Linked DNA regions of Mus musculus: all the other regions are linked to region 2. The links are chromatin contacts, called in public Hi-C maps. All regions are on one chromosome and are shown on one strand. The core of a region is the stretch at or near the end of the contact, and the rest is flanking DNA. Distances in the headings are between cores, read along the strand shown.

Region 1 (2,700 bases), core at 58-2,557, 150 kb before region 2:
CCCTCTGACATGGTACTGGGAACCCAAGTTATCTCTTCTAAAAGGCCAACATGCACTCTTGACACGGAGCCATCTTTCCAGCCCCACAATCATTTGATTCTTAAATATAATTAAATATTATAAACTATAATTTAAATATAATTGTTTCACACATCAAATGGTATATAAAAAAATACTACTACCATTAGGAAGTAGAGCCTGGTTCTCAGCCTGTTTACTACAGTCTTTGAGTAGAACACTGTGGCAGCTTGAAACTTAGAGACCAAAATTAAGGGAGTACCAATATGCCTCTGGTGGGATGCTCACTCTGGTGGAAGCAGGCTGTCCTTTTTAACATCTGGATGGAGATGTCTGCCTGGCAAAGAACTGAAGGCTGTCTGTGAGGAGTTCCTCGCGTGCCGAGGAAGTGGAGGCTGTCTGTGAGGAGTTCCTCGCGTGCCGAGGAAGTGGAGGCTGTCTGTGAGGAGTTCCTCGCGTGCCGAGGAAGTGAAGCTTCTAGTTTCAAGCAAGCCTTCTGACTCAGCTGTTGGTATTGTTTGTTTTCTTCAGACAGGACCTCAGCTTCTTTCACAGGCTGGCCATGAACTCCACATCTCAAGTGACCTCCCTGCCTCAGCCTCCCAAGGAGCTGAGAATGCAGGCCTGCACCACCAAACTTAGTCCTTTGATGCAAACTTAACTGAAAGGGTGACAGTCACCTCATATGAAAATCTAAGCCACAATTAATCCAAGCCATTCCTTGATCTCTGGTCTCAGAAATGACATGAGATAATAAGCATTAGTTGTTTTAAGTTAGAAATTTCACAGTAAGTTCTTATGCATGACTACATATTAAATACACTAGAAAATCAGTAGAATATGTTCTAACTTCATTGACTAAAATCCCACAGTTTACATTTGTTTTTGTAATTACAACATAGTCCTAAACATAAAAAACAGTAAAACCAAGCCGAGACTAGATCACTGGACTGCTTAAGCTATAAAGGATTGTTTTCAGTTTTGAAGTGCCATAGAAGAGAAGTGAGGCCGTGTGAGCCTCAGGTTTCTCTATCCTGCCCTCCCACAGCCCGCTTCCCCGAGGCTTCAGGGGAGACCTATTCTGAGCTTGTATTTCAACCAGTGACTGACCTTGATCACACATGAAAAATCTCCAAAACTCTGGGTCATGACAGGTTACAAAATAATTAGCCAATGGCCTAAGTCTGAAATGATTCATTACTAAAATCCATCTGGCAAGTCTTTAAGCTTAGTGTTTGTTCAGTGATCTCATTCAGTATGCAAAAGAAAAAAGTAAGAGGTTTTGATTTGTAAGATAAAAATCTATTAAATCATTCCTCCTTCACTAAGCCATTTGTTTTCCACAGTGTCTCTGCTCAGCTTTTATATTCTTATCCTCTCTCTCTCTCTCTTCCTCTCTCTGTGTATGTGTATGTGTGTGTTTGTGTTTGTATGTGTGCACATTGGTGTGCACATATGTGTGTGTCAAGGTCAGAGGATAACTTCAGGTCTTGGTTCTCATCTTTCACCTTGTTTGATACAGAGTCTTTATGTTATTGACAACTGTTTGTAGCATGCTACCTGGCCTGTGAATGTCCAGGGATTCTCCTCTTTAATTCCTCTCTTGTCCTAGGAACATTGTCATGAGAGACATACATTATGTCACCTGTAGTCTCTGCCGATCTGAACTCAGGCCCTCACACTTGTGAAGCAAGCTCGTTATGCTTTCCCCACCACACCACCTCCCCCCTAGCAATCGAGTGCTCTCTTATTAGTCAGTAACAGATTTAAACTGTTTTCTGGATTTGTGAGTCACTTCTGCCATTGGGACAAAATACTGAGAAAAATGACTTCTGCATGGCTATCGCCTCAAAAAATTCTTCTCTGAAGGAGGGAGAATGTTCATGAGACTTGGGAAGTTAATGATATATTTACCAGGATAAGGATTCTCATCAAACTCACACAACTTTGACACATCATATATTTTCAAGATTCACAAGGCTCCTTCTCAAGTCAGTATAAGTTGTGGGTAATTGCTGGTGGATAGGAACCTCCTGCAGGCTGTGTAGGAAGCTCCAGGGATGGCAGATGTATACATACAGCTGCCTTTGAGTCACCCACGCTCCCCTAAGCAATCTGAACAAACTCATCATTTCACCAAACTGGGCTTTTATTTCTTTGGTCTGCTGGTAGTGCCCTATTCAGGGCAACTAGTGTCTGTTCATATCTCCCCAGGAAAAGTGACATAATATCAACTTAAGAGAAGATGATATTTGTCCTGTGAAGTCAGATGTTTCAGTCCATGATCACTTAGCCTTGTCACCTTGTCACTTTGGGCGTCTTGTAGTATATTGTGAAGGAGAATGCTGTGCAGGGGGCATTTTTACTTCATGAGAGCCAAGAACTGAAAGAGAAAGGAAGGACACCCTCTAAAGAGCCCAACTTCCATTTACTAGTATCTTTCTAAAAGTTCATCACTCCTTATAGCAGACTAAGGACCAAGTTTTCAATACAAGGGCTGTGGGGAAATAGTCAAGATCCAAACTGTAACCCTGAGCATAAATATATAATCTTTGAATTTGAAATGTATATCATTAGTTTATATAACAGATACATCAGACATTGGCAGCTACAGATTTTTTTTTAAATGACAGGGTATTTGGTAGGGGGGTGTAGCAATCTAGGGAGACTTAGATTTGGTCT
Region 2 (2,700 bases), core at 115-2,614:
CAACTTCCAGATACTCTCATACAAAGTCACCGTTTACATCACTGTTGACTCAGTGCTGCTATTCATAAATTTTCAACCAAGCAAAAGAATAGAGTATATTTCTACAAAAGGTATTACACAAAATACTAGGAATGCGTTTGTTTATTATTGCAAAATTTGTAAATAATCCAAATATCCATCAACAAGTGACCAAACAGATTATGGTGTAGTAAAATAATGGGATGTTGCTTAGCAACACGAGTAATAAAATACTGAAACACAAAACGAATTTCAAAAGCATCCTGCTGAAAGAAGTGTGTGTTGATTGTAATTATAGGTGCCATTTCTAAAACAAGCAATGATGTTCTTTGATAATAAAAATCAAGTCAATTGTTTGCATGGGACATGAGGAAACCTCTATTGATGGAATTGCATAGTGGTTCAGGTGGTCTTCAATGATCTGTACCTCTGAAATACTGTACATCCAAGTAGGGTATACTGGTCCACTACTTTAATCCCAACATAAAGGAGGCAGAGGCAGGTGGATCTCTGAGTTTAAGGCTAGCCTGGTCTACAGAATTAGTTCCAGGATAGCCAGGAAAGATCCTGTCTCACAGTAAAGAAATAGATTAAAAACTCTGGGCATCTTTCATGTGCAAGTTCTTCATCTCCTTCCTTTGTCAGCACAAAATAAAACCATGAACCATAGCTATTGCGCCACACACCCCCTCCCAGCAGCTAGCAGCCGCCAGTCTGCTTTCTGTCTGTTTTCTGTCTCTGTGAGCTGACCTGCTTTGTGTATTACACATAAATGGAGTTATACAATGTATGATGTTTTGTGTCTGGCTTCTTTCATTCGCACCAATGAGTTAAAACTTCAACAGTCCTGAAGGACCCTTCAGTACTGAGTTCTATTGTGTGACTGAAAAAAATTACATTGCATGTACCTGTCATAGGTTACATCATCACAGTACAGTATAGTACAGTAGATTACATTACAGTATATGACATTACAGTGGTACTGCATCCACTGATAGACATTCACGTTTTTACTCTTTGGTTATTGTGAAATGCGCTTCTGTGAATATTGATGTGCTTGTGTTCCTTGGAGTTCAGGTGGTGTAGTCATTGCCTCTAAGTTGAAAGAATCCATTCTAGAAGACTTGTGAGACTCAGAAGTTAACAAGCTTGTCTTGTTCCAGACAGCTAAAACCTACAGGAGTCAAAGTCCACTCTGGAGATTAAAGTTACAGGAACATCCTGCTGGCTGAGGAGGCTCTGGCTAGCACAGTGACTGGAGGAGGTTTTCTGACCAGCGAAGCTGTCTGAAACTCATACAGAGAGCTTCAAGGTTGCAGCTGTGTGAGTAGTCATGGTGAGGTGGGCTTGTTCATGATGCAATGGCCTGTGAGTCACCCCTGTTCCTGTAAGTAGTCGCTCAGATATAGTCCTGTAAGCAAACCCAGTAAACTCATGGGTTTACCAAGCTGTACTTCAGTGTAACCATTATTTTGGTCAGTATCAGTTTGGATCTGGGGTAAATAGATGTTTATGTCGTGTCTGGCCAAGCAGAGTCTCACACGATAATCCTTGTGAGTGGATCTGCTAGGTCAGATGGTAATTCTAAGTCCAACTTTGCAAGATGTCGTCAGACTTTCCCATCGTAATTAAGCTGATTTATATCCCCGCCAGCACGGTCTGCAGGCTCTGACTCCCTGCCCCTGTCATCATTCTCTCCTTCTCCTTTTAGTCTGTCTTAGTGAGTGTGAAGTGGATTTCACTGTGGATTTGTTGTTGATTTTACAGAAATCTTACACACAAAATCTATCAACTAACATCCTTAACAGCCTTTGCTGGTCTCTTAGTAAGGAGCCCTCATACTCTCCCACCACCACCCCCACTCCCACCTTACCATACCACACTCATACCTGCCACCCCTCCCCACTCCTCCAGCACATGTTATTTTGTAGCCACAATGAAAATAATAGTAACACTGCCTACCTTATATGCATTAATATTATTAATTCTTAAGAATTATGGAGTTCTCACATCCCGATATGGAAAGTATTATAATTAACTCCCATTTTCAAATGAAGAGACTGAAACTTTAAAACCCTAAACAGGGGATGGAGAAGGAGAAATGGTTAAGAGCACCAGTGACTGCTCTTTCAGAGGACCCAGGTTCAGTATCTAGCACCAATGTGATGGCTCATAACCCTCTGTAACTCCAGTTCCAGGGGATACCCTTTTCTGGCCTCAGTGGGCACTGCATACACAAGATACACAGGTAGTACATGAAGGCAAAAACACCCATGCTCATAAAAATAATTGTTTTAACTAAGATCCTAAGTGAGAGTCTGATTCACTGAGTTAAACATTTGCTAAGCAAGTGCGAGAACCTAAGGTCAAGTGCCCATGACCCACATAATCCAGATGCAGGATCAGATGTCGAGAGCCCTAGTTCTCAAATGGTGATGTGGGAGGCAGAGACAGCAGACTCCCTGAAGCTCCTGCGGTAGCTAACCTGGATGCACAGCAGTGAACAGGAGACCCTGCCTCACATCCAAGGTTGTCCTCTGACCTCTGTAAATGCTCGTAACATATGTGCACCTACACTCACACACATGATCACACACACACACACACACACACACACACACACACACACACAAAACATATATATATATATATATATATATATATATATATATATATATATAT
Region 3 (2,700 bases), core at 14-2,513, 230 kb before region 2:
TCCAGAGGTCCTGAGTTCAAATCCCAGCAACCACATGGTGGCTCACAACCATCTGTAATGAGATCTGACACCCTCTTCTGGTGTGTCTGAAGACAGCTACAGTGTACTTACATATAATAATAATAAATAAATCTTTGGGCTGGACAGAGTGGGACTGGAGCAAGCAGAGGCCCTGAGTTCAATTCCCAGTAACCACATGTAGGCTACAGTATACTCATTTACATAAAATAAATAAATAAATCTTAAAAAAATTGTCAGCTACTTCAAGTCTAGTTTCTGGAAATACAGTGTCATTTAGAGTCATGCGATACTTCCAACAGAACGGTAACCCAAAAGAGAACAGAAAGGAAAATTCAAATGGATCCGGACTTTGGCGAGCATCGAGGCCAGCTGAACTGCCAACAGAGCACAGGCTCGCTGAAATGAACCCTTTTACACCTCTAAGCACAAAGTCACAGAACACGGGAAGGCCAGGCATCTCAGGAACCATTCTTAAAGAGAGATGTCAGGTTCCCACAAGCCATCATGGGTCACTTATCTGCGTTTGAGCTTCTTTTTCTACCCAGCAGCTTTGTGGTTTCTAAACCTCAGATGGTAATTGCTCATGGAGAAATACCCAGATTCGTGGCTTGGTCCACAGAAAAGCTGAATGGATGCAATGCCCCCTCCCACCCACCCCCATCTCACCCCCATTTTTCTAAACTTCTTAGCAGTATCACTTTTTGAGTGCAAAGCTGGTGGTGCAGAAAACTGTGCCCCATCTTTAAAACTCTTCCCTTTGGCTACACACAGGTGTGCCTTTCCCCAGCCAGGGCATGTTCCTTTAAGGGGTTACCCACTACCAGAAAAGAAGGAGCCAGCTAATCCATGCAGCATTCAGCTGCTAGGCAAACCTCACAGCTGTCTTGCTTCAAACCTCCTCCCTCACTGCCCACACTGAAAACATGCAAGTTAAAGAGCGGTTTAAATTAGCATTCTTTAAAGCACCCTTTCGTTACCATATGATGCCAGGGAATCTATTACAGAAAGGCATTCCTAGCACCAGGAACGGACTGGAGCAGAAGAAAATGTAACAATGGCATTCCTGTGTGGCTGAGTAAGGCAGGCAGAGGTTTTGTTCAGAGCAGATGTCAGAGACCTGTAAACCCTAGACAAACAGTGATAAAGACGGATCTTAAGAACACAACCCACTCCAACAGACTCTGACACGTAAGAACAACAGTCCAACACATACAGCACAGGACAGCAGCAGTCCGGCACAAACCAAGTGAGCACCAGGGATCTCCTCTGAGAGTGCAGACTGTCATCCATAGAACAGTGCTGAGCACTGTTCTAGGTACTCGGGACACATCTGTAAATGAAGTAGACAGAAGGTCTGCTCATCTGGAGCTCACATTCTGTCAGGAACTCTGACAGAATGCACGCAGGAGGAATTCAGAGCAGATTGGGATACAACCTGTTTTCTTATTTACATGTCAAGGCATTGCTATGCAACAAGATGTGGGATGTCACAGCAACACTCCAAATCTCACTCACACATTCTCTACCACTCTTCTATTTCTCTGTGTGATTATGCATGCATAAATATATGTTAAATTATCAATCTACAGGTTTGACCACTTGACCAATACTTCATTTATCTTTTTGTTTGTGTGGATATAGGACTTATGTAACACTCACCCAGCCTAGAAGAGCCCATGGGCTTTTGTCAGTTCATAAAATGTTATAAAACGTTCCTCCAAGTCTGGTGACACATAGATGCCTCCACCTGGGAGAACCTTCCTGACCCTTAAAATCAAGGTTCTGGCTCCTCAAAAAGCCAAACTGAGAAACGACGCTCATGAAGCTGTACTCCAGTTTGCAGTCCTGGGCTGAAGACAATGGCCATTTAATTGCACACAAGGTCAAGATCTTTTGATTGGCAGGCTGACAGCTCTGTAGAAGTAATTCTTCATATGGAATTCCCTTGAAATCAAAGGCATCATCATGAGGAGATTAAAAAGGAACAGCTGAGTGGACTGCTCATTTCCAGAGATGTCAGATGGTACTTAATGTATCCTGTTATTTCAGGTGAGCATGCAGTAGATGCTTCTGGGATCTGTAATTGTATTCTGTATTCACCTCATGCCGAGTTAGTGACTGTTCTACTCTCCTTCCCAGGAGAAGTACAGGGTTAGGTTCTTGCAAGCCTCTGCTTCCCACACGGTCCTCATCTTATGTATCACCCACACCACAGGGCTTATTAATAAGGCTAGTTGTATCCACACTGAAGAGACTCTTCCATGTACCATTTGGCCCATACAGCCCAGGGTTTTACATTTTCTTTTGTAGTCTCTGATTGTGCAGAGCCTAACTTGCCTATACAACTAAAGTTTTCCACATCAGATCACCCATAGAAATGTGCAAGTCCCAGTTGAGGAGTAGGCTCAGTGGGCTCAGTGGGCAAAGGCGTGTCATATAAGCATGAAAATCTGAGTTCAGATCCCTGCCACTCACAAAAAAGCCTGGGATTGGCCGCAAGAGCCTAGAGCCCCCCCCCCCCCCCCCCCCCGCTGTGGGGAAGCTGAGGCAGGAGGCCCTGGGCCCAAGAAATAATTAAGCATAGGCAAATAGATGGGAGAGCCTGTCTCAAAATGATAAGGGAGAGCCTGTCTCAAAAAGATAAGGGAAGACATGGAGGAAGGAACTAGACTAATCTCA

The links. A called contact is a pair of places that touch in the nucleus more often than the background predicts.
Region 1: a Hi-C map of uterus shows a contact between it and region 2, with 1.8 times the contacts expected there. The contact joins two enhancer-like sites. A contact is called at or near these places in 5 of 484 Hi-C or Micro-C datasets (cortical neurons and uterus), 1 of 115 datasets of contacts at active chromatin or transcription factors (fibro-adipogenic progenitors) and 1 of 9 other capture datasets (embryonic stem cells).
Region 3: a contact with region 2 is called in a Hi-C map of uterus. The contact joins two enhancer-like sites. A contact is called at or near these places in 5 of 484 Hi-C or Micro-C datasets (cortical neurons, nephron progenitors and uterus).

What each region holds. Positions count from the first base shown.
Region 1 is chr8:77,920,483-77,923,182 of GRCm38.p6, reverse strand. No RefSeq gene overlaps it. Among named protein-coding and RNA genes, the nearest start is that of Gm23981, 110 kb to the right of the region's middle. Within about 2 kb of position 1,307, at least 4 of the 459 cell types and tissues checked have an H3K27ac peak or open chromatin away from gene starts, as enhancers often do. A contact at or near this core is called in uterus, where this site is marked.
Region 2 is chr8:77,773,740-77,776,439 of GRCm38.p6, reverse strand. No RefSeq gene overlaps it. Among named protein-coding and RNA genes, the nearest start is that of Gm29845, 10 kb to the right of the region's middle. Within about 2 kb of position 1,364, at least 36 of the 459 cell types and tissues checked have an H3K27ac peak or open chromatin away from gene starts, as enhancers often do. A contact at or near this core is called in uterus, where this site is marked.
Region 3 is chr8:78,000,489-78,003,188 of GRCm38.p6, reverse strand. No RefSeq gene overlaps it. Among named protein-coding and RNA genes, the nearest start is that of Gm29895, 43 kb to the left of the region's middle. Within about 2 kb of position 1,263, at least 39 of the 459 cell types and tissues checked have an H3K27ac peak or open chromatin away from gene starts, as enhancers often do. A contact at or near this core is called in uterus, where this site is marked.